Linked DNA regions of Mus musculus: all the other regions are linked to region 4. The links are chromatin contacts, called in public Hi-C, HiChIP or PLAC-seq and promoter capture Hi-C maps. All regions are on one chromosome and are shown on one strand. Each heading gives the region's core, a stretch centred on a gene start, on an enhancer-like site or on the middle of the called end of the contact. The rest is flanking DNA. Distances are from core to core; before and after follow the strand shown.

Region 1 (3,341 bases), core at 103-2,602, 650 kb after region 4:
CACTTCCTGTTACAGAAACCACAGGCCCAATGCTTCAGTCACCGCTCTGCCTGCTAAAAGGGGGTGGGGGCCCGTGATGTATTAGTGCTGCACACCAAAAACTGTAATGATTCAAAGGAGACATGGAAATTGGGAGCCCCTCTCCCTCACAGCATAAGGACTGTTATGCAAGGTCCATGTAGGCTACTGCTGCGGCAACAAGGGTACAAACATGTACGTGCACAGCACGCATGTGGGCACAGCCAGACTCACATACTGATGGGCACGGAGCAGAGCCTTCTCCACTTCTCCAGAAGAACTCCCACAGGGATGGTCTCAGCACACCTCTACCATGGTTCTTGTCTTTTATTTGTGAGACAGGGTCTCTCTATAGTCCCTGTTCGTCCTGGAACTCACTATGTAGACCAGGCTGGCCTCGAACTCACAGACACCTGCCCTGCCTCTGCCTCCCAAGTTCAGGGATTAAAGACGTGTGGCACCAAACTCATCTGCTGTGGCTCTTCTAAACACAGGATGCATGAAGAAAGGAAGGCAGGTGTCTGGCCTGTTTCTGTGCCTATAGTTCTGTCCTGACTTCTCTTAAAGGTTCTAACAGGCTCCAAAGAAACAAGGTTAGCTCTGTGCTTAGCGTTTGGTCAGCCACTGCCAAATGTTTCCTGGGTAGGGGAAGCCAGGTGGGACATGGGCTAGAGACATAAAGCAAGTCAGAGGCCACCTCTGCATGTAAGGAGCTAACGTGGAGGCAGCCATTTGAATCTCAAAGCTCTCCAGAAACCTTGCAGGCTTCAGGTCTGGACTGCAGGTGCCAGCAGCTGTGACAGATGAGCAGCCTAGCCACGCAAGGGAAGCTGATATGTGTCACAAACCTGGTGAGCTTCAGTCAGTGTCATGCGAACTATGAGGGAAATTGGGCATGCACCTGATTGTTTGATTATGTTTGCTGCTGTTCTAGGACCCTTAGAACTCACCGTACAGACTTCCACTGTACAGAAGTTTCTCAGTAGATGCCTATGAGGGAAAAAAAACAGAGATGGAAGACTGGATGATGTTAGCACTGAGTACCTACCAGCTCCCTACCTGGACACACAAGGCAGTGTATCCCTCAGCAGTGCCTCTACAGTGGGGCTGCTGGGATGCCAGGTACCTGCCTGCTTCCATAGGAATGATCCAACTGGGTGGCCTTGGTGGCTTCATCTTGCAAGTACAATGGCTGGCCTCGGTGAAATCATCTTTAGCGTGATAGAGGCCTGGCATCAAATGGGAGTCTTCCTATAATGATGACAGAACTATGCCCATTATGCCCCTCAGCACTCTATGGTAAAGAGACCCAGCCTCCAGGTAACTGGGTTGCCAGGTGACCATGCATACTCTCACGAGCATGGCTTAGGCATTTCCTAAATATTTCAGGTTACTGGGAAGAAAAATCCAATTGAACATTCACAAGGCCTCAGCTTGGGGAACTAGGTATTCTCAGGCCTCCACATTTGGGTATGCCTGGCTAGAACTAATGGAGAACTTTCATCCGAGGATATGGGGGATCAGGGAGAGTCCAGAGTTCCTCACAGGCTGTTGGGATGACTGTGAAGTTAATGAAGCAAGGGGGATTATCAGCACTGGAATGGCTCTTGTCTGGCTCAACAAAGCTAAATGAGGGTCTTCAAAAGAGCTGAGATCCTGGGGGTGGTCAGCATCCTTTTACAGAAGAGACTATTTCCACATGCCTCCTTTAAGTTAAGCCCTAACTAGTCACCGAGAAGCCAATGAAAACATAACCGTGTCCCTCTATAATCATATGTTCCACTGAAGACAAGTAAGTATAAGGGTTTGTTGTTGTTGTTGTTGTTTAATAGGCTCTCCAGTAGTTCAGGCTGGCCTCAAACTCACTATGTAGCTTCAGACAACTTCGAACTTCTGATCTTCCTGCCTCCATCTCTAAAGTGCTGGGATTACAGAGGTGTGTGTCACCATACCCAGTTTATATGGTTGGGGAGATTGAACCTGGGGCTTTGTGCATGCTAATCAAGCACTCTTACCAACTGAGCTACATCTCCAAGCCCCCAAGATAGGTAATTATAATACCAAATTGTAAGTACATCTCATAGGGAGAGATGGGATTCTGTGGGTACACGGAGAATGTATATGCAAGCCAGTCTAGGGGCAGGGTACAGTTCTGGTTGACTGTGATAGAACTCAACAGGAATAAAGTATCACTAAGCTGAGTGAAGAGATCAAGAGATTATGGTCAACTGGTTGTATACCTAGAGTTCAGTGAAATTTGACTATGGAAAATCTTCTAGTGTCATTTCCTACAGTAGTGGATAGATTTTTAAAATGATACTGGCAACAGAGACTACTCATCCGGAAAACACTGCATACCGCTGTTGGGTTTTAGGTAGGGTTGAGTGATTCGAGGGAACTGAGATGGGCTACTGGGGAATAAGGAGTCTATTAGAAGAGATAATGATGCCATGGACAGACAGAAAGAGGGTCAACAGCATGGGGGGAGGTCCAAGGAGTATTTAGGCCACAGCATCAGAGACAGGCAGCATGGTGGAGTCTCTGAAGAGATTCAGAGCATACATGGCAGAGGAGAGAACCTCTTCTTTTCCATTTTGAGGAGTGGAGAAGGTTCACAGCAAAAGCCTATATATAGCCAGGCTCTCTGATTCCCCGGCAGGAGGCAGTGAAGTGGTGGGGTGTGGGGAGCAGGGTGTGGTACCCCCTTCCATGTAAACTTACTACCCAAGGACTCACATTGTCTCAGGAGATGCCTGGATGTATCTATGAGAGGCCTGTGCGAAGGCTGGATTCCAAATACATCCTTACAATTAAGACTGTGATGGGTACCCTTTGAGCTCCAGGATTATATCAGCAAGCTACAGGGATGTAGTTAATAGTGCAGCCTTAGAAAAGGTGCCAACTAGGGCAAGACAATACTAGTTATCAACACTGTTGTTCAAGTATGACTAGTAGGGTCCCCACCTTTGCATTAAGATATGAAAAATAGAGCTGGAGAGATGGCTCAGTGGTTAAGAGCACTGACTGCTCTTCCAGAGGTCCTGAGTTAAAATCCCAGTGACCACATGGTGGCTCACAACCATCTGTAATAGGATCTGTAATAGGATCCTCTTCTGGTGTGTCTGAAGACGGCTACTGTGTACTCACATACATGAAATAAATAAAAATAAATCTTTAAAAAATATGAAAAATAGGTATAGAATATTAAAAGCAAATTTTTATTTTAGATTGCTGGTTGTTCTGAACCTGTGTGTGTGTGTGTGTGTGTGTGTGTGTGTGTGTGTGTGTGTGTGGAGTGGTCCTTTCACAGGGGTCACATAGCA
Region 2 (3,369 bases), core at 864-3,363, 860 kb after region 4:
ACTTAGTGGGGTCGATGTGCCATATACAGAGGAAGGAAAGGCACTTGCTAGGTGGCAGGATTTTGTCCCACCTGGGCAGAGCTGCTCTGGCCTGCTTCTGAGCCCACACCCAGAGCATATGAGCTCCACACAGGACAGCTGTGCCTCTCTGATAACAGTCCTACTGTTGGAAGGCCAAGCTGAGGGAGGGCAAGCCATCAGTTCCTAGGCCTTGGGGAGGCCCTAGACACTCTCCAGCTTCTCTGGAGGAGGAAATGAGGTGAGTTTCATAGAAGTTGTTCAGGGGTGCTCTGAAAAGTGTGATTCCCACCACCTAACACCCCCTCATTATGAAAGGAGGTGAGGTAGTATACCCACAGCATAATAAACACAAAGTCCTATAATACTTAGAACAAGCATTTTAGTTGGCCCCAAATTATCACAGTCTTTTCCCATTGTTCCAGCTTAACTATTGATCGTGCTCTATCATAGAGGTCGAATAGCCTTTCCTACACCTGGCTATGTAGTTCTGATTGCTCTCAGGAGTTTGTGACTCACTGGCCTTAGCCGTGTTATGTTGTGTTAGCCAAATACATGCACACCCTCTGTCAGGTTGCCAAGGTGGAATTGTCCAAATTCCATTCCTTTAATTATTGGTGAATGGCCTCTTGCCACGGGCCCAGCCTCGTGTCTGAGGGAAGAGGACTCACAGGAAGGGATAGTGCAAGCAGGAGACACAGGGTTCCGCGTGGCTCAATAAGCAGCCCTCCATTAAGCAGGCCCTGGCATGAGGAGCGAGGTTCTCAGCCTTCCGAGGAGGATGAGGAGAGCGACAGGAGTTTTTCTGAGGTTATCTGTGAAGATGCACACATGTTCTCAGGAGACAGAGACAGGAGAATGATCAGTTTTAGGATAGCCTGGGCTATGTAGCAATACCATGTCTCTTAAAAGCAAAACAACAACAACACTTCACCATAACAAATATTATTATGTCTGTAGAGAGCAGAGACGTTTGTGTAGAAAGAAAAGAGCTGCAAGCAGTAAGTGATGTAAGACCTGGGAAGGGTGGGACGTGAGGGTCCCTCTGGATGGGAGGACAAAGTCAGAGCAGCCCCGGCTGGGAGCAAGGAGTGGTCTATGCCAGACAGCCTCATCCTCTGATGCATTTTACTTATTTAACTTGTGTCTGTCTGTCTGTCTGTATGTATGTATGTATGTATGTATGTATGTATGTCTCTATGTGTCTGTGTTTGTCTATCTGTGTGTCTATCTGTCTGTCTCTGTGAGTGTTTATGTATGCATAAGTATGAGCTCAGGAGTGTGGGCAGGTTAATGCAGAGGGAAACACTGGATGTCCTTCACAATTGCTCTCTGCCTATTTTTCTAAATGAATGTTTATTTTGTATGAGGAAAGGGGGTGCATGCAAGCCATAGCACACGGGTGAAAAGCAGAGAACTAGTGGGACTTCATTTTCTCCTCCCACCACGCTGGGCCCTGGGAGTCAACTCAGCTGACCAGGACTGGCACTGAGCCAGCCAGCTGGCCATTCACCTTATTCTTTGGCATAAACTTACATTAAACTTGGAGCTCTCAGGTAACTTACCCCAGAGGCCTCCTGTCTCTGTCCCATCAGCACTGGGTTCTCAGGCGTGTTCCACAGTGCCCAGCTCTTTTAAGCGGGTCCTGGGCATTTGAGCTCACATCCTCATCCTTGTACTGCAAGCACTTTATCCACAGGCCCAGCCACCCAGCAGCAGCCCCAGCCCCCTCAAGTACCACAGCTCTGGCACTGCCTTCCACAACCCTCCTTCCCACGTGGCCATGGCCTCGAGTGCAGGGTAGAGAAGAAGAGGGCCAGGTCAAGGGTGGGCAGGAGCTTAGGTGTGTCAGGCCAACAGTTAACAGAGAAGACTGCACTCACAGGGCTCGCTGTCTGCTTGGGTCCACCCTTCTCATTCTAGCGGGCTCGGAGGGAAACTGCTAACATTAGGTTCTGGGATAACACTTGTGTTACGATCTTAGGTCTGAAGGCCTGAAAGTGTCGCTGAAAACTGATCTGTCCCAGAACAGATGGCATCCCAGGCACTTCTACAGGGGAGGAGGACTTTGTGGAAAGACAGACATGGTGGCTGCTGGTTTTCCTGCAGCACAGCAGTGCCCTCTGGTGTTTCACGAGTAAAACAGCTACTTTCCAGGCTTCTGTTGGTTTTCTTTTCCTTGAAGCCAGATTTGAACCTAACAGATTTTCATTTGAGAAGTTCCCTGAACTTTGATCTTCCCAGCTCTGGGAATCTGGATGCTTGGGATGGTAAAATGTTCATCCTGGGGATTAATCTCTGTGTTGATTCCAGAACCTGAATTGTTCCCAAAGCAGTACAGGAATGAGCCTTCTTCTAGGCTGCTCTTAAAAACCTCACTAGGCTTGCAAGAGTCTTAGGATAGTACAAAAGGCCAACTAAACTCATGCTCCTCAGAGCAACACACACAGGATACACCTCCCAGGGTGGGGGAAGTGAGACTCAAAATCAGGGTCATTGACCCTCTCACCCCAGCTTTCTAGGCCCTGTGTTAGTCTCAGGCATAGCACCCTCAACCTGCCTACAGACTGCTGGGTAAGATGCCAGCAGTGGATCTCCTTCATCCCCTGTAAAGAACCGCTTCTCAGCAAGGGAGGGCTTGGTGGAAGGATGGACCTGGTGGCTGCGGGTTTTCCTGCAGCGCAACAGCGCCCTCTGGTTCTCTGTCTTCAGAAAACCTAACCACCTCCTGCCTTGACTGAGCTCACTAATTCAGTATTTTTCAGACTTCTAACATCAACACCCAACCACGACCCCACCCCACCCCTGCCATCCTTGCTGTAGCTTCTCTTTAGACATGTTTAAAGCTCATTTGATCCAATCCATATGTTTCCCTTTCAATGAGCATACACTTGATGGCATGTTCTATAACTTTGGCTACCAGGGATCTCAGTCATATTTGAGATTTAACTACATCAATTACATGGCTTTTTATCAGCCACCTATTTTGTATTGTTTTTCACTAATTTATTAATGTACATATCTTTTTGTATTAAGGATCAAACCAAGGGCTTCTTGCATGCACTGTATAACTAAGCTATACTCCAACCTTTAAATGCTTTAAACTTGAAATATAAATTTGTCCTGGCCTATTTGAATGAAATAGCATAGCCAAATACCATAGGCTAGCTTATCTCAAAAACCCAGATCTCATTTTCTGTGTCGTGGCAGCAGAAGTTGGAGTCCCCCAACCACACTGTATCTCCAGTCAGGAAGCAGAGAAATGAATGCTTGTGCCCACCTGGCCTTCTCTTTTTTATTCAGCCCAGCACCCTCTCCCATACCCTGGCTCCACCCACATTTATGGGGACC
Region 3 (3,624 bases), core at 335-2,834, 770 kb after region 4:
CACTTCAGAGGCAGTGGAGATACACGCCAGAGGAAAGCCTGGTCAATTTAACAGGGCACTCAACCATGGGCTGACTTGGATGTGATATAAATTCAGAACAAGCAACAACTTGCAAAATCACCCTATAAATTTTGAGCTAGACAATAGACCTCTGCAAAGCTGAGAACGTTTGAGGATGTCAGAAGCTACAAAGTGGTGCACTGGGACCCTGCTCTTAGTTCCAGGAAGCTCTTCCATCAGGAGGGATAAGGTGTCAGTAACGAGATGGCCTGCATTAAGAAGCAAAATCCTTAAAGTGTCATTCTTCAGGGTAAGGATCCACTGTGTGGCCCAGTCAGGGAAGCCACGTCGCAAGGATGGAGTGAGTTGGCTGGAGGCCTTTCCCCAATGATTCTCTTGTACTGAGACTCCTTAGCGCGTTGAGAGCACAGCAGAGTTGCTGTAGGGGGCAATTCAATGATCTCCTTCAGCATAGTAAATGACACATTAGAATACAGATGACAGGAAGACCCACCTGTACTTCCCAGTAAAATCCTGCGACAGAAGTACCCAGACCCATGCTCACCTTGCAAGGGCTCAGTGGACTTTCCTCATGCAGATCTCTCACTGCTTGTGGGTGGGGCCCTTGGACAGCTATTCCCTAAAGCGGCCCTTTTCCGTTACCTTGATTCCACTACTGTACCACAGACGTGATACTGGCCCAAGCTTGCGGCCACTCAGGGTGATTCCTCAGTCCAGGTTCCTAAGTGACCAATCCAGTTTACCGGAGCCTCCCACCCCAGCCCATGTCTCCTGCCCGGAAGCATCCAGACATCTACCAAGTCCACACAGCCCAAACTCCACACTAACTCAGTACTTACCTTGCTGATGCTCTGGACCTGAACTTTCTGAGTCTTCCCTTCTGCCTGCCTCAGTCCTTGAAAGTCTCCAGGCACAGAGAATGCTCTATTTGTTGAATCAGTCAGCCAATCGCCACCGGTCTCTGAAACTGCTCAGGGAAAACATCAGAGGTTCGACAAGGATGTCTTCTGACAGATAGGAGGAGAGTTTCTGATTTAAGAGCCCATAAAACTGGCAGCGACCAAGCTGGTCCTTGCCAGGGTTGGGAGCCAGGGGTCTTCCTCATCCTAAGCAGCGCCGCCTTCGGGGCCAGGCGGGCGCCTCCGCCTTAGATCGGGGGGCGACCCCGGGGTCAGGTCGCCCCTTCCCGGGAGCCCGCCAAGTGTCCTGTCCGGCCCGGCCTAACAGTACCGGCAGGAAGGGCACCGCTGACCTCACCGCCCTAACCCTGGGAAGGGACGCGGGCGGGACAGGAACCCAGGCGGGTGCAGAATCAGGGCGCCGGACGCGGGGCACGGGGCTGAGGGACCCCGGATCCAGCTCCCGGCTCCGCGCAGAGCAGAACGCACCGCCCGGCCACCGGGACCCGAGCCCAGCCCGGCGACGACCCTGCGGACCCGCGCTCACCTGAACACGCGCAGAAGCCGGCGTTTCCAGAACCTCCCGCGGCGTCGCCCCGGCGCTCTCGGCTCCGCCCTCGTCACAGTCTCCGCCCGCTTGAGCCTCCGCCACGTCCCCACCTCCCGCCCCCCGGGCCCGCCCGGGCCTGGCTCCGAGCCACTGGAGCCTTCGGGAAGGCCCGAGCCGCCACGCGCTGCACGTATGCGATGCACACCTCCTTGCGCCGCGTGGGACCGGCACCAGGGGCGGCGCCCCCATCCCAGCCTGCTCCAGCCCTCTGTGGTCCCACCACCCCCACATCCATTACCACCGGCAAATTGCAGGAGGCTGGCGTCACTAAGATCGGGAATTGAGTATCCTGGGAGGGGAGTGGAGGGAGGGAAAAGACAAGGGTCTGAGATGTCAGCGCACCTCATCTCTCCAGATGACCCATCTCCAAAGCCTAACTGCTTCTCTGAGGGGCTCAGGCTAGCCAGGCTTCGGCTCTTCTGTAAATGTGAGAAGTTGGCGTAGCCTGGAGCATCTCATCCTAGGGCCAACCTATGGCTTATAACACAGGCCAATGAGATTGGACACCTCAACCAGCTCTGTCTGAGACACACACAGTCAAGAAGACAGGGAAGCAACCGACCTCGATCTGAACTGAAGGATGCTCTGGCAGCTGAGCAGGTTCCCACGCCTGCCCTGTAAGCTTGCTTCTCCATGAATGAGGGGAAGCAGTCTGAGAATCTCATCAGGGAGCAGAGCCCAGAACGGAGATGCCCGGCCTGTGGGACTGTGCCTGGAGTTTGGTGTGGATTTCCCTATAATGGCATGGACCAGGCAGACGGCCCAGACTAGGAAAGACAGACACACAGAAACAACTCAGAAAATACTACCTGGCCACTTGTCCGTGTCTGTGGCAGCTACCAGCCAAGAGCCCAGTTGAAACCATGCACAAACCTTTCTGCATCTGCTATGCCACAGAAAGTACAGTTTGCCCAGATCCTCAGATCCTCCCCATGCCCGCCCACTTCTCTGTCCGGAGTGGTCCTCCTCCTCCTCCTCCTCCTCCTCCTCCTCCTCCTCCTCCTCCTCCTCCTCCTCCTCCCCCTCTCCACAGGATCTTTCCCATTGGCCTATAAATACCTTCAATCCATGGCTATGGAAACATAACCCTCACCCCACTCTACCACCCACTGTGCATCTCTCCTTGGCCAACCAAGCAAGCAAAGTCCATCTTCTTGGCCTATCTCTCAGACCTTCTAGCTCCACAACAGCCCCCAACAGTTACTGTATTATGTTTATTGCTTTACCGTTGTTAAATCACCCTTACATGGTGTATGCTCTTTTTTATTTTTTTTTAAATTATCTTTAATCTTTTTTTTTTTTACAGTCCAGTTGTTATCCCCCATCCATTCTCACCGCCAACAGTTCCTCATCCCATTTCTTGTCCCCTGTCTCCAAGAGGATGTCCCCACACCCCCACACAACCCCACACTCCACCAGGCCTCCCATTCCCTGGGGCCTCAAGTCTCCTCAAGAGTTAGGTGTGTCTACTAAGGCCAGACCAGGCTCTGCTGAATATGTGTCAGGGGCCTCAGACCCGCTAGTCTGTGCTGACTGGATAGTGCCTGTGAGATCTCAGGAGACCAGGTTTGTTGAGACTGCTGGTCTTCCTATGGGGTTGCCCTCCTCCTCAACTTCTTCCAGCCTTTCCCTAATTAAACCACAGGGGTCCCAAACTTCAGACCATTGGTTGGGTGTATCTGCTTCTTAGTCAGCTGTTTGTTGGGCCTCTCAGAGGATAGCCATGCTAGGCTCCTGTCTATAAGTACAACATAGCATCAGTAATAGTGTCAGCCTCCCCTTGAGATCTGTCCCAATTTGGACCTGTTACTAGCCAGCCTTTCCCTCAGTCTTTTCTCCAGTTTTGTCCCTGCAGTTCTTTTAGACAGGAATAATTCTGGGTCAGAGCTTTTGACCATGGGATGGTGTATTAGTCAGGGTTCTCTAGAGTCACAGAACTTATGGATAGTCTCTAGATAGTAAAGGAATTTATTGATGACTTACAGTCGGCAGCCCAATTCCCAACAATGGTTCAGTCGCAGCTGTGAATGGAAGTCCAAGGATCTAGCAGTTACTCAGTCTCACGCAGCAAGCAGGCGAAGGAGCAAGAGCAAG
Region 4 (3,151 bases), core at 282-2,781:
CAGTAATACTCAAGTTCAATCATTATTTCAAAGACCATTTATCAAAACAACTGCAAACAATGGTTCTCTTTTGTTTGTTTTGTTTTTTAATGTGGGGTCTCCATATAGGCCAGGTTGGACTTAAACTGATTCTCTTCCCTCCACCTTCCAAGTGCAAGAACCACAGGATGCTGGTTTTGTGTTTAAAGCTTTTTCTTTCTTTCTTTGCAAGTGTTCTGTTTTGCTTTGTTTTTGAGTTAGGGTCTTATTCCATAATACAGGCTGGCCAGTCTTATGGATGGTGGGACTGGGATTACAGAACACACTAAAAGACTTGCAAACTTTGTAAATGAAATGGGCCTTTTTCTAAGACTAGTGACAAATACAGGCAATTTAAATAAAACTCACCTCAAGAACCCAATGAAATTTGGAGTACTATTTCAAGTCTATGTGAACATTACCAGTAGCATTAATGCTTTCTCATATTGCATGTTTCTTAAAGTGAACTGAACAAACCCGTATAAAACCTTTTGGTCAATGGGCCAAGCTCCCACCCTGCTTTATGTGAGACTGAAAGCCATAAACAGAACTGTCTAGGGAATAATTTACAAAATTGGTCTTCACTATCGACTGAGATTTCATCTATCAAGGAGGGGAAAAAATACAACTTTGGATCTTGCACCATAAATGTTTTCTCCGATCAGCAGGGTGTGGGCTGCCTGCAATCCTTAGCATATGGGTGGTGGAGGCGGGGGATCAAGGGTTCAAGGTCCGCCCCAGTTAGTTAGTCAGCAAGTTCATGGCCTGCCTAGAGTAGTGAAGCCGATCTATTAAAATAAAACAAACAAAACACCCTAAAGCAGTATTTTTTTAAAAAGCTTGAAGGGCTAATTCCAGTCCCCAGAGGCAACGTCTGCAGCCGGAGCAGGGGACAGGGAGCATAAGGATCTCGAATCCCCGGTCACCTCGCAGTGCGGGGACCGCTGCGCGCGGGAGATCGCGGAGATTGCGCCGGGGGCAGGATCCGGTTTCCCGAAGGCCAGATTGACACCCGCGTGGTGGGTGGCGGCCGCGGGCCCCGGTGGGCGTCACCCCACGGGTCTGCACTTTACAGGGGGCCCGGGCGGGCGTCACCTCCCGGGGCCTCCGCCCGCATCACCTCACCAGGGCCGCGACACGCGGCGGGCCGAGCGGCCGATAACGCGTAACCCGAGCGCAGGCACGCGCCGCAGGGCCACGCGGGCGCAGGGCCAGGCCAGCCGGGCCGCGCGTCGCCTCAGGCCCGCGGCTCCTCAGGGAACGCCGGCGTGTCGCCGGGCAAGCGGCAAGCCTACCCGGTCGTCCTCGAAGATGATCTTGGCGGGGATTTCTTTGCGGATGATCTTGCCGAAGATCGTGTCGCCGCCGGGCTGGGCCACTTGAGCCTTGGCAATCTCGTCAGCCATCGCGGCCGCTCACTGTCCTTCCCGCGCCGCGGCCACAGTGGGGAGAGGAACCGCGGGAGCGCGCGGAGACTGCCGGCTCGCGCCCGGTGGGCCTGCGCGTGCGCACTGGCGCCGGCGTGCGGCGAGCGAGGGAACGAAATGGGCGGAGGAAACGCCCTTTCTTTGCCTCTGCACCTCTATAGGAAATTTTGATTTGCCAGTTCTGGGAGGAGGCTCGGCTTGGTACAGTGCTTTCCAAGCGCGTACGGAGTTCTAGGTTTGATCCCTTCCTCTCACGAGCCCGGCTTGGTGCTGCACGCCTGTAATCCCAGAGTTTGAGAAATGAAGACAGGAGGATGGAAGAGTTTAGTTCATCCTTCTCCACATTGTTTGAGGCCAGCCTGGGCTACCCGAGACCCTGCTCCAGAACAGTCTGGTTTCTATTTCAAGTTGTTCTGATCACATTTACTGGGTGTGATACCTTAGCCTTCCCTTTTTTAATTTTTTAAAAAAGATTTTTATTTTATATGTAGATGAGTATTTTGCAAGCATGTGTAAGAGTGAATCACATCTAATGCTTTGGATCCCCTGGAACTGGAGTTACAGTTGTGAGCCATGTGGGTGGAGGGAACTGAAGCCTGGTCCTTTCTGCAAGAGGAACAAGTGCTCTTGACCGTGATCGTTTAAACCCTCAGCTGTTTGAGGCCTTAGCTAAGAGCCAGGTGAAGTCTTACATCAGGTGGGGTTTTTTTGTTTGTTTGTTTCTTGCTGTGTGTGGCAGCAATTCTCAGTCATAACTACACACTAAAAACCACTTGGGAGCTCTTTAAACATCTCTGGCCACACTCTGCATCAATTAAGTCCAAGACTGCAGAGATGAGACCTTAGGTGGCAGTTGTTTGTAAGCCTCTTGGGCCATTTTCCCCGGCAGGAATCAGCTTCAGGTAAGATGCTCCACCTGGAAGAAACAAAAAGTCTTCCTTGGCCCCACCTCCACCCTTCCTCCTCTCTATCCCTTTGCTCCTCCTAAAAAGTGTTTTCTACATATGGTGTGCACTTTGTCATCATTGGTCCTTTGGGTCATTTCCTCCTTGTCGGGATTAGGCAGGACCTCCAATCAGCGTTCTCTAGACAATCGCAGTTGTCATATAGATCTGTTGGCCTGGTTGCTACAGTTGTTACCCTTGTCTTCTTTCAACATCTCACACCCTTGCCCTCTGGATGTTGGTTTTTTTTTTTTTTTTTCCTGCACGCTAAGCCTCCATTTCCATACCTCATTAGATTTTGTTCCTGGCCCTCTTATCTGACAATCTCCAAGTGGCCATAGGAAGAAACCTTGGGGACTTAGAGAGATGGTTCAGCGATCAAGAACACAAACTGTTCTCACAGAGGCCAGCACAAACATCACAACTGCCTGTAACTCCAGCTCCAGGGAAGTCAGATGCCTTTGGCCTAGCAGGATGTCTTCAGTCACCCATGGACATGTGAGCACACAGGTCTCACACACACACACACATGTATACACATAATTAAAAAAAAATAAAATGGGAAAACTTAAGCCAGATGATAGTAGTGCATGACTTTAATGTCAGCACTCTAGGGCAGAGGCGGACAGATCTCTGAGTTCAAGGCCAGCCTAGTCTAAAGAGCAAGTTCCAGGAAATCCTGTCTCATAAATAAATAAATAAATAAATAAATAAATAAATAAATAAATAAATGGAAAAGCTATTTCCTTTGAATTGCCCTAT
Region 5 (3,109 bases), core at 229-2,728, 560 kb after region 4:
AAAAAAAAAAAAAAAAAACTCACACATGAAAACACATGATTCTCACAAAAGAATCAACCTCTGCCTTTCCTTTAGCTCAGAAACAACTTTGTCACCACCGCTGATGGTGCTATCCGAATACCAAATAAGAAATATTAGCATGGGGAGAGCATTTGGCCTGGGCTAGGCCAAGCATTTTCACGTACATTATCAGGTTTAGAGATTCTGCACAGAGCTGGGGCCGAGGTGGGGCTGGAAACCCTTTAGAGGTATTAGCCGGAGGCTTGGAGAGGGGAGAGGCCAGTGCTGAGAAGTAGTATTGGTAAGGGGTGGGCCTGTTGGGAGAGTACAGGTATGGGTGTAGGAATCTGGGGAAAGTACTATGCAGAGATTTATCAGGAGTCCTGTAGCTTCCTAAGAAAGAGGGTGCAAGGATGAGGGAGGGAAAGGGGTGAGGCAGGGGGGAAGCCAGGGTACAGCCTTGGGCAGAGCTAAGGGGCAAGTAACCAGTCTTGTCCTCTGGCTAAAGGGCAGCAGGGACCGCTAGTGAGAAAGGTTTCTGGCTGGATCAGGAAACCCAGGTCAGCTCTGCCGTACAATTCACCAAGGGACCTTGGTGGTGGTGGTGGGGGCAACATAACTTGGATTTTGGTCTCTAGAGATGGACACAGACACAAAAAGTCTGCCCTTCCCTTGGCACGGGGCCTAATCTGATCACCGGTTCTCACCACAAGGAGAAAGGAGCTTGAGAACGGAAGGGGGGTTATGGGGGTCTCAGCTAGTAAGGCCCTTCCTCCGGGCTGACCCAGCTGCTTCCCCAACGCTGCCCATGGACCCCCACCAGAATTGGGGGGCGCCTCGGGGACCTTGAAGGGACAATTCAGCAGCCGCAGCAGAGGGCTCCGCAAGGTGGAGATGTCACACCCGCACCCTGGGCCGAGATACTACAGCTTCCCGGAAATGGTGGTCAGGATCGGACCGGGACTTACCGGCAAACAGCCAGAGAGAACCCCCCGACACCAAGAAGAAGGTCAGCATGTCGGTGAGCCGGCCCAGCCCGGCCCGCACTGCTTCCCAGGCCCGCAGCCCCGCAGCCCCAGAGCCACCGCCGCTGCCGCCGCCGCCGGGTATTTTTAGCCCCCGCCTCCCCGCGCCGCTGCGGAGACCCGGCGGGAGGGGGAGGGCGCAGCGCGCGCTCCTCACGGAACCCGACTCCCAGCCCCGCAGCGCGCCGGGACTCCTGGGCAAAGAGACAGCGGCATCCGAACTGCCGAGCCCGACTGGGGGAGGGGCTGGGCCGCCCGCCCCGCAACGTTCTGGGGGAAACGGGCTGGAGGAAGGGGCTCACGGGCTCACTGCCGCTCCTACCTCACCGTGCCTCCACCCATGAACGACCCTACCTCCACACGACCGGCCTCCAAGGTTTTATGGCTAGGCAGGCTCAAATGGCAGCGGGGGTCCAGGGCTTCTGTCCCAGAAAGTGCACATGCTGAAGTGCCGGTTCCTGGCTGAGTCAGACGCCCCCTAGGACCTGATTTTGTAGTTGCTGGGAGCCACATCTGCAAACCCAAGAGGGAAGGGAGTGATGGGGCGGGGGGGGGGGGGGGGGCATCAAGGTGAGGCTAGATTGGATAATACCCACACTTAATAAGAATGCTCAAGGTCAGGTTGGAGGCCACACAAGGTCACGGGAAGACTCACCAGCTGCCATGTCCCCAGGCATGTCTCATGAAGACACAGGCAGCCACATGGAATCACAGGTGTCTCCCAAGGACACAGGCAGTGATGCATATGTGTGGTACATAAGAGCTCAAGTTCCTCTTAGCTGTGATAAATGGTCATACGGTCACTAGGTTGTTGGTGGTCTCATTGCTGAGCTGAAGAGTGAGCTGAAGAGTTGCAATCCCTTTGTCTGGGAACAAAAGGAGGAAGCCTGGCTCTGTGATTTTCTAAAATAATAAAGGTAGGTATTCTGATGGGGCCTCGATGGACATCTTCAAGTGGATTTCACCAAGGTCCCCTCGTTCTTCAAGCATTCAGGACTCATTAGGCTTCCAGCACCGAGGACAGCGCTCAAGCAGCACAGACCTTGGTCAGGCACTGGTTAAGACAAGGACCCATACCAGGAGTAAGAGGGAGAGAAACCAGACATTAGAGATCAGAAAGCAAGGGGTGGATAGGTGAGATTGGATGCTCTCTGTGCACTTGAACTCATATCTAGGCTTCAATTTCTTTGTGTGTGTATCTGTATGTGTTTATCTGTGTGTCTGTGTTTATCTGTGTGTCTCTCTATGTGTTGGGGAGGGGGTGGTCCTGCATCTTTAGTTTGGTATGTGTCTCTTGGCCTATCTCTGTGAACCTTAGAGATGTACAGTCTGCAGAAACATCTACAGTGAGTCTCTACAATAGACCATTCTTTCCCATTACAGGAACCGGGTCTTGGGAGGGCTGCTCTTGCTTGAAGCCAGTCTCTTCCTGGCAAGGGTTTTGCTGGAATCTTAAACTTGGCAGACACCTCTATGAGAGGATCATGGAGGTGATGTGGCAGGATTGTTCCCAGTGGGTGACACAGCAATCAGAAATCCCTCCTGCATTCCCAGCAGCAGTAGCGAACTAATTGAAGGCCTGCCTGCTCAGGTGGAGACCCCGTCAGGGGACACTTCTAGGCTTGGGAGAGGGCATAGATGGTTTCAAGTCAGACTGGCCTAGGGAGTTGGCCAGAATATCATCACACATTTTTTAAATATAATGAAGCCATAAGCAGGGTTTATCCCATTGCAATTTCTGATCATATGCACTGTAGGGCCTTTTCCTTCTTGTGCCTTCCTTCTGCATTCTGTCAATATCCATTTCACATTATAGTTAGGATGAAAAGATCCATCCCCTTCTCGGATGCTCTGGTCTTTCTATCATCTGTACACTGTTCTATCTGTACACAGTGAATACCTGTTAACAGAGCAGGGGTCCTAGGAGGCAAGCAGCAGGCTCTGGGGCCAGTCCTCTGCAACACCAAGTTGCAGGAGCATCTAGGCTCCTGGGTGGCTTCTGGCAGCCTCTTCTCCAGAGTGATGTCATGGGACACATTTAGCCTGGCCTCCTGCAGGATGCTGCATCCAGTTACTCTTCCTAT
Region 6 (3,276 bases), core at 378-2,877, 710 kb after region 4:
TAGCTGGATATTTTGAGCGGAATGATACGGGAATTGAGAGTCACTCAGCCCCTGTGCTCCCGCTCCATGACTCGGGGGTGATGATGTCCATTCCGTCACTTGGCCGGATTGAGTCTGTAATACATGTTTCCTCTGTCTTACGTGGCAACTGACTTGGTGGTCCACTAATGACTAGACAGAGATTTCCTTAGCGGCCTGGACCACTCATTTTCCTGGCCTTTGGTTTTTTGTTTGTTTGTTTGTTTGTTTGTTTGTTTTTTGTTTTGTTTTGTTTTTCGAGCAGGGTTTCTCTATATAGCCCTGGCTGTCCTGGAACTCACTCTGTAGACCAGGCTGGCCTCAAACTCAGAAATCCACCTGCCTCTGCTTCCCAAGTGCTGGAACTAAACTAAAGGCATGCGCCACCACTGCCCAGCTTTCCTGGCCTTTGTTGAGAGATTTGTGCCTTATAGAATGCTTTCAATCCTCTGATAATTATTTCTACTCTCAGGAGTGTTGGTCTGAAACAGCATAGATCATATGTTGGTGAAAGAGGAATTCCTCAGCACCTAACACTCTTATTCTTGTTTTCCATGTGTGACGTACTCTGTGGGATGCCCCAGCCAATCTTCCAGGTCACTCATTTTCCCATTAACTGTACCTAATCTGTTTGGTGTTGGTAAAGTCCAGTCACAAAAGCAAAAGTAAGACCACACAACAAATGAGGAAGGAACGAGGACCACATTGTGCCATCAAAGAGAGGTCACTGTGGAGAGTGGCACAGTAGAAAGGACTGACACACACGGGAGCTAATTTCAGCTCCCAGACCTGCAGCTCAGGGACAAAGGTGAGAGGGCTGAGTGTTAAACCTAGCACCTTGGCAGAAACCTAACAGTTATGTAGAGCTATAACCAAGGCCTCTGAAAACCATGCTGCTGTCCAACTGTTCCTGGGACTCAAGGAGGGCCCCAGAGGGCCCTGAAGTCAAGCCTCTCTCAATAAAGAGCACTAAGAGAGTAAGGAAGTGGCTCACTTAGAGAAGTGCTTGCCCTGCAAGCACAAGGACTTGAGTTGGATCCCCAGAAGCCACATAAAAATGCAGGCACAGTGGCATGCACTGTTAATCCCAGGGCCAGGAAGGCAGAGGCAGACAGATCCCTGGGGCTCACTGGCCTTGCTAACTTGGTGAGCTCCAGGTCAGTGAGAGACCCTGTCTCAAAAAGAAAAGTGAACAACTCCTGAGAATGATGCCTGAGATGATTGACCTCTGATCTACACACACACACACACACACACACACACACACAAGTGTAAGCACATACATTCACGAATATACATGTGCATACCCACATACATACATGTAGAAATACATGTGCACACATACTATCATGTGTACTTAAATGTGCACACACAAAGAAGAACACCAGTTCAGTGGTATTACTGTCTATATATGAACAATAAACATATTTCTATAATAAAGATGCTTCTAGAAGACTTGGGGGGGTGCGAAATGGAAAGTCCAAACAAGTCCCACTGTGAGGCTTTCAGAACTATTGTTGGACTGACACAGGCAGGGACAGCCAGCCAAACAGGAAGGAGCACTGTCTCCCTCCTTCTGGGCTCTGGTGTGCCTCTAGTGCCCCTGGTTGGCAGAATCTGACAGGAAGCCAACTGACAAAGGGGAAGTATAGCTTGCCAAGTCCTGACTCAGAACCACAAAGTAGGGCACAAAAGGGAAGCAGAGGGGTGACCCAGTGCTCTCATTCGTTCCTATGCAGTGACTTCTCAATGTCAGGAATCAGTTTTAGAAAGCTAACCTGGTTCTCGTCTGGATCTCGGTGCCGTTTTGAGGGACTCATGTTGCCTCCTTGCATCCCTCGTATCATGCACAACCCCTTAGCACGCCTCTCCCATAAGCACCACTACCATCTGAAGCTCACTCTGCTTTTGACTGTCCTTGCTAACAAGGTGAATCCTTTTCGGGTCTTACAATTGTGAACTCAGCCAGTAGGAAGCCAACTGACAACGTGCAGTGATTTTCTAAGTCCTGGCACCAGGACCATAAAGCAGAGCTGTGGCCTGGATTTCATATGCATCACCTCAGACAAGACTTAAACTAGTACCTCAGGCTTGAGTTGATGTCTGTGTGAAGGGTAAGAGAACACCAGTCCTAGTCAGCCTGTGGATGAAAAGGTAAGTTTTTCATTCTGGTTGGATGAAGAGTTTTCCTTCACCCAATAGGATACATGATTTCAGCTGGTTTCCCACAGAAAACAAGAACCTTATGTGCACTGGAAGAAGATGGAGGAGTTAATTAGAACTAGGCACATGACTTCTAAGCTTGCTTTACTGATACCAGAGCTCCAAGCAAGGACAGGCATTGTGATCCAGGAGAGAGCCTTCCTGGTCCCCTGAGTACTAAGGCTCACAAGTTCTGATGTTCACAAGGTTCTAGCCTTGGCTTCCAAATCAGAGAAAGATAAGAACTATACAGAGATGTTCAAGATTGCAACCTGCACAGTGTATTTGATCTTCAGATAGGAGCCTGCATCTCACCTTTCACCTCAAAGCTCAATATGCCATGTGTCACGAGTGGCATAGAAACTCTGAGAGGCAAAGTCTTGTCAACACACAAGAGCAAGCTCTGATGTTTTGAGGAAGAAGGCTGCAGGCAAGTTTCTAGACACGGAACACCCTCTGCCCGTGACAGGTGACATTCCACACGAGATCCATAACAGTGTAAAGACCGTGAAAATATTTAACCCCTTACAGAAAATGACACGGCATGATTGTTTGCCCCTAGGGGAGGAAAATCTTTGTATTGCTAAACTCCAGTCCTTTTGTGAGCTCCAAAGAAGTATCAGCATCTAGTTCATTCACACTGTCTGCAACACCTGATGCAAATATGTGAGCGAGGCTCTCCCATCCTGGTGGAGAGCAGGCTCACTGAAGACAAATGCACCCGTGCCTCCTGACTGCTTGCTGCTTATACTCAGCTAGCTTTCTCCTCTCTTATCCATTCTAGGCTCCCAAGCCAAGGGAATGGTGCTACCCAACGTAGGCTGGGTATTTCCACATCAATTAAAAATTAAGACAACCCTCACAGGCATGTCAACAGGCCAAACTGATGTAGAGAAATCCTCATTAAAACTGCCCAAACCTGTTTAAGTGCTGTTTGTCTGAGAAGTAATATGGTCCGTCACTTTGCTTCAAGTCTAAAAAGAAATTGGCTTGTACTCACCAAGTTGAGGGTAGGATCAAAAGACTGCCTGAAATACCCATGTAGTCTCTAGCCCC
Region 7 (3,231 bases), core at 349-2,848, 740 kb after region 4:
ACCAAGGGATCTGATGTCCTCTTCTGGCCTGTGGGCACCATGCATGCACGTGGTACATGCAATATATATACATACATATATATATACACACATACATACACACACATATGCAGGCAAATACTCATACGATATAAATACATCTGAAAAAGAAAGAAACTAAGGAAGGAAGGGAGGGAGGGGAGGGAGGGAGAGAGAGAAAAAGAAAGAGAGAGAAAGAGAGAGGGAAAAGAGAGAGAAGAAAGAAAGAAAGAAAGAAAGAAAGAAAGAAAGAAAGAAAGAAAGAAAGAAAGGGAGGAAGGAAGAAAGAAAGAAAGAGAGAGAAAAGAGAGAGAGGAGAGGGAGGGAGGCAGAGAGAGAGAGGGGGGGGGAAGGAAGGAAGGAAGGAAGGAAGGAAGGAAGGAAGGGAGAAAGAGAGAATAAATGCCCACCTTGACTCCATCTTGAACCCTCACCCAGCCGTGCCTTGCTTACGCCACTGTGCTTAGCCACTGCTCTGGGCAGGAGCTCCCCATGGCTCCCAACCTCAGGAGCATCCCTTTCCCTGTGTGGCTGTTTTCCTGGCTCTCGCTGCTCTCATCAGACTTTCACCTTCCCAGAATGCCACTCTGCCTCTCCTATGGTACTAAATTACACTTTTACTTGAAGTGGGTTTTGTTTTGTTTTATCTTGCTTTTGGTTTGTTTTAGTTTTCTGTTTTGTTTGGTTATACTATAATAAAATATGGCCTGTAAGGTAACAAAAATTAGTGCTAAGAAAAAAAAGAGGGAAACCCCTAGAGCTAAAAATTCCCCAGTATGGCGCACACCAGTCTGACAGAAGAGGCAGGCACTCAGCAGGCTCACGATAAGAAAGATGACAACACCCAGTGGCTTCCCCAGTGCTAGGGTTCCAATCCAGAGAGTCTCCAAGTCAGTCTCCCCTGCCTCTCTCTCCAGACACACTAACCTTTGTCCATTTCCCAACATCTCAGACATTTTCTCTTCCAGGCCCCCACACTCTCCTCTTTGCCATAAAAAAAAAAGTTCCACAAATTTCCATTTGACTTTCAAGTCATAACTGACATGTTATTTCCTAAATGAGGCCTTTACTAAACCCCATGCCTGGGCAAATTCGTCAGTGTTTGTCTCCATGGGAACCAAGTAACACTCTCTCCCATGCTTCTATCGAGTCTCCCAAGTCGGATCGCAGATGTTGCAGTGGAGACCACATAGGACCTTGTCAGCAGTGTGTGTGCAGGGCAGACCTCCAGCACATAATTAAAACGTAAAGAGGAATAAGCAAGCTTCCTTTCTAAGCCCCTTGACTCGGCTTCCTTAGACTGAGCTGCTCCAGCGGGGAAAGGGAAGCAGAAGCCTACAGATGGGCGGGGTAGCAGGAGGGAAAATGGCCAACCACACTAGCAAACAGAGGCCGTTATCTTTTAAAAGCCCCTCCCTGCTTCCCGTGCACTTTGCCACCAAGACAGAGCCTACCAGGGCTCTCATCCCCAAAGCTCAGAGTAGAACTGTGTCCACCAAAGGGAAGCAGAAGCAGCCACCACACAGACATCTGTTTAGGAGAGCGGACTTGGCATCAGGCAGTGAAAAGCACAGAGGGTTCCAGGCGTCCCCTTTGATGCGGTTCATGTGGGCTCAGAAAGCAGGATGGGGGTGGGTAAGGGACTCTGGAAGTACTCTTTAATAGAAACAGAGTTTCCATTTTACGAGGTGAGAAGAGCTAGGGTAACAGATGGTAAATGGTCCACATTAGGGATGGATTTAATAAATGTCACCAGAACACACCAGAAAATTGTTACGATGGTAATTTTTATGTTATGTATATTTTTACCACAGCTAAAAATAATAATGATGTTGGGGGGTGGGGAGCCAGGGAGTAGCAGAGAGACAAGCACACCGGTGAGGACAAAAGCCAACCCTCTCTACTCTAGGCAAGAAGGGCACCGAGGATCCACTAATTAGCAGCTGATGCCATGAGCCCTGATGGGGGTGGGATACGGAGCCCGGTGGCCCCAGGGTCTCCACGGGGCCCATCAGATACGTGCATCATACTCACGTAGTTTAGAAACGTGGCCACACGGTTCCCAGTCCCTAAACGCTTGAAAGCATCTTGCTCATCGCTCTATAAAATTAAGTGAGAGTGAACAAAACCGCCCAGCCCAGTACTTACATAGTTAAGAAACGTCGCTAACCTATTGCCCTCCGTTTTGAGGCCGCTGTCAAAGGGTCGCTGCAACAGACAACAACTTTTATCCAAGTTTCCAACTAACTTGCCCGCCACCCAAAGGACTGGGACCAAAAGGGTCAGGGGAAGGTGGCAAGTTTGCCTTCCCTTGAGAAACCAAGAATGGGACAAGGTAATACAGGGAACCCCACTCAGAATACAACAATGGGGACCAGGGAGAGGCAAGAAAACCCTTTACAGGGACCTAGAGAAGTCCTTGACTTTATTATCAAGCCAAAGCACCCACACATCAATTGGATGCAACCAGGCTCCACTGGGCTCTGCAGGTGCTTTGCCAGCAGCACAGAATTTCCCCTTTCACTAGGTAGGTGGAGGAGGGATGCCGTGGGAGCTGAAATGTTTCTAGAAGCTCCAACCTTCTCAAACCAGCCAGAGAGGAGCCCTCCAAAGACGATCGGAGCCTTACCCTTGAGAAGTCAAAGTGTGGTTCGTACTGTCCCCCCATTCCGTAGTTTGCGACCTGGAGAGGGATTACAGCGTTGCATTTGCCATCAGTCTGAACAGCCCCGCGGCAGCCCGACTCCCCAGGGATGCCATCTCCCTAGGCCTGAGCACAACCCCCAAGCTTTGTGTGTGCATGTGTGTTCTTTATGTATGTGGTGTATGGATATGGTGGTGTGTGCATGCAGGGGCCAAAGAAGGATGTCGTGTGTTCACTCTATCATGCTCCACCTTATTCCCTTGAGACAATGAACCTGAAGGTAAGCTGACATCCAGCAAGCCTCCTGTCCGTGTTCTCTCCACAGCAGCTGGGGTGACAGTAAAATGCATAGCCACACTCAGTTTTTTGTCTGGATGCTGCAAATATGAAGTCAAGGCTCATACGAGCAGACATTTGTTCCCCTGTTGGTGGTACTGTGTGGGGAGGCTGGAATCTGGAACCTGGCTAGCCTAAGGGGGTCATGAAGATTATATCTTCTGTTGGTTCTGGCCAGGCCTCTGGTTTCTGAATCAGCAAGATGTGAACAAGCTCTGTTGCAAGCTCCCGCT

What was found. Promoter capture Hi-C pulls out the DNA fragments that hold promoters and counts their contacts. Hi-C and Micro-C count contacts between places; a contact is called where the count stands out from the background. HiChIP or PLAC-seq counts read pairs in DNA pulled down with a chosen protein or histone mark.
Region 1: a contact with region 4 is called in an H3K4me3 HiChIP or PLAC-seq map of bone marrow-derived macrophages, with 5 times the contacts expected there. The contact joins the promoter of 4933405E24Rik here to the promoter of Hint1 in region 4. A contact is called at or near these places in 4 of 39 promoter capture datasets (the 3T3-L1 cell line, 3T3-L1-derived adipocytes, embryonic stem cells and 1 more), 1 of 484 Hi-C or Micro-C datasets (reprogramming fibroblasts) and 4 of 115 datasets of contacts at active chromatin or transcription factors (the 230-238 cell line, the NIH/3T3 cell line, bone marrow-derived macrophages and 1 more).
Region 2: a Hi-C map of cortical neurons shows a contact between it and region 4, with 5 times the contacts expected there. The contact joins the enhancer-like site here to the promoter of Hint1 in region 4. A contact is called at or near these places in 3 of 39 promoter capture datasets (3T3-L1-derived adipocytes, the HPC-7 cell line and frontonasal cranial neural crest), 2 of 484 Hi-C or Micro-C datasets (cortical neurons and embryonic stem cells) and 10 of 115 datasets of contacts at active chromatin or transcription factors (T-cell acute lymphoblastic leukemia, astrocytes, bone marrow-derived macrophages and 7 more).
Region 3: a contact with region 4 is called in an H3K4me3 HiChIP or PLAC-seq map of forebrain, with 6 times the contacts expected there. The contact joins the promoter of P4ha2 here to the promoter of Hint1 in region 4. A contact is called at or near these places in 17 of 39 promoter capture datasets (the 3T3-L1 cell line, 3T3-L1-derived adipocytes, the C10 cell line and 11 more), 5 of 484 Hi-C or Micro-C datasets (cerebral cortex, cortical neurons, embryonic stem cells and 2 more) and 14 of 115 datasets of contacts at active chromatin or transcription factors (the NIH/3T3 cell line, T-cell acute lymphoblastic leukemia, astrocytes and 11 more).
Region 5: a promoter capture Hi-C map of the HPC-7 cell line shows a contact between it and region 4, with 13 times the contacts expected there. The contact joins the promoter of Acsl6 here to the promoter of Hint1 in region 4. A contact is called at or near these places in 14 of 39 promoter capture datasets (the 3T3-L1 cell line, the C10 cell line, the HPC-7 cell line and 10 more), 3 of 15 datasets of contacts at CTCF or cohesin (the NIH/3T3 cell line, large pre-B cells and pro-B cells), 21 of 484 Hi-C or Micro-C datasets (B cells, the Ba/F3 cell line, the G1E-ER4 cell line and 14 more), 29 of 115 datasets of contacts at active chromatin or transcription factors (the 230-238 cell line, DN3 thymocytes, the NIH/3T3 cell line and 22 more) and 1 of 9 other capture datasets (macrophages).
Region 6: a promoter capture Hi-C map of the HPC-7 cell line shows a contact between it and region 4, with 8 times the contacts expected there. The contact joins the enhancer-like site here to the promoter of Hint1 in region 4. A contact is called at or near these places in 14 of 39 promoter capture datasets (the 3T3-L1 cell line, 3T3-L1-derived adipocytes, the C10 cell line and 9 more), 1 of 484 Hi-C or Micro-C datasets (B cells), 7 of 115 datasets of contacts at active chromatin or transcription factors (T-cell acute lymphoblastic leukemia, astrocytes, embryonic basal ganglia and 4 more) and 1 of 9 other capture datasets (liver).
Region 7: a contact with region 4 is called in an H3K4me3 HiChIP or PLAC-seq map of embryonic limb bud, with 6 times the contacts expected there. The contact joins the enhancer-like site here to the promoter of Hint1 in region 4. A contact is called at or near these places in 8 of 39 promoter capture datasets (the 3T3-L1 cell line, 3T3-L1-derived adipocytes, the C10 cell line and 5 more), 3 of 484 Hi-C or Micro-C datasets (cerebral cortex, cortical neurons and embryonic stem cells) and 12 of 115 datasets of contacts at active chromatin or transcription factors (the NIH/3T3 cell line, T-cell acute lymphoblastic leukemia, astrocytes and 9 more).

What each region holds. Positions count from the first base shown.
Region 1 is chr11:54,211,299-54,214,639 of GRCm38.p6, reverse strand. 4933405E24Rik (RIKEN cDNA 4933405E24 gene) reads left to right here and starts at 1,352. Exons shown (of 3, transcript NR_045506.1): 1 at 1,352-1,810. The region is part of intron 3 of Gm12223 (a long non-coding RNA gene); the gene reads right to left.
Region 2 is chr11:54,001,650-54,005,018 of GRCm38.p6, reverse strand. The region is part of intron 3 of Slc22a4 (solute carrier family 22 (organic cation transporter), member 4); the gene reads left to right. Among named protein-coding and RNA genes, the nearest start is that of Slc22a21, 23 kb to the right of the region's middle. Within about 2 kb of position 2,113, at least 59 of the 459 cell types and tissues checked have an H3K27ac peak or open chromatin away from gene starts, as enhancers often do. A contact at or near this core is called in astrocytes, bone marrow-derived macrophages and cortical neurons, where this site is marked.
Region 3 is chr11:54,098,884-54,102,507 of GRCm38.p6, reverse strand. It overlaps P4ha2 (procollagen-proline, 2-oxoglutarate 4-dioxygenase (proline 4-hydroxylase), alpha II polypeptide), which reads right to left and starts at 1,584. Exons shown (of 16, transcript NM_001136076.2): 1 at 1,468-1,584; 2 at 861-988.
Region 4 is chr11:54,864,763-54,867,913 of GRCm38.p6, reverse strand. Hint1 (histidine triad nucleotide binding protein 1) reads right to left here and starts at 1,531. Exons shown (of 3, transcript NM_008248.3): 1 at 1,314-1,531. The coding sequence starts at 1,424.
Region 5 is chr11:54,302,193-54,305,301 of GRCm38.p6, reverse strand. It overlaps Acsl6 (acyl-CoA synthetase long-chain family member 6), which reads right to left and starts at 1,478. Exons shown (of 21, transcript NM_001033598.1): 1 at 1,380-1,478. Gm51861 (a long non-coding RNA gene) reads left to right here and starts at 1,601. Exons shown (of 3, transcript XR_003949553.1): 1 at 1,601-1,942.
Region 6 is chr11:54,154,467-54,157,742 of GRCm38.p6, reverse strand. Gm12223 (a long non-coding RNA gene) reads right to left here. Exons shown (of 9, transcript XR_003949549.1): 3 at 3,221-3,276. It also overlaps the pseudogene Gm18323. Among named protein-coding and RNA genes, the nearest start is that of Gm12223, 14 kb to the right of the region's middle. Within about 2 kb of position 1,627, at least 90 of the 459 cell types and tissues checked have an H3K27ac peak or open chromatin away from gene starts, as enhancers often do. A contact at or near this core is called in B cells, the HPC-7 cell line, memory CD8 T cells and 2 more, where this site is marked.
Region 7 is chr11:54,125,233-54,128,463 of GRCm38.p6, reverse strand. P4ha2 (procollagen-proline, 2-oxoglutarate 4-dioxygenase (proline 4-hydroxylase), alpha II polypeptide) reads right to left here. Exons shown (of 16, transcript NM_001136076.2): 12 at 2,648-2,701; 13 at 2,167-2,226. Among named protein-coding and RNA genes, the nearest start is that of Gm12223, 15 kb to the left of the region's middle. Within about 2 kb of position 1,598, at least 56 of the 459 cell types and tissues checked have an H3K27ac peak or open chromatin away from gene starts, as enhancers often do. A contact at or near this core is called in T-cell acute lymphoblastic leukemia, bone marrow-derived macrophages, embryonic forebrain and 1 more, where this site is marked.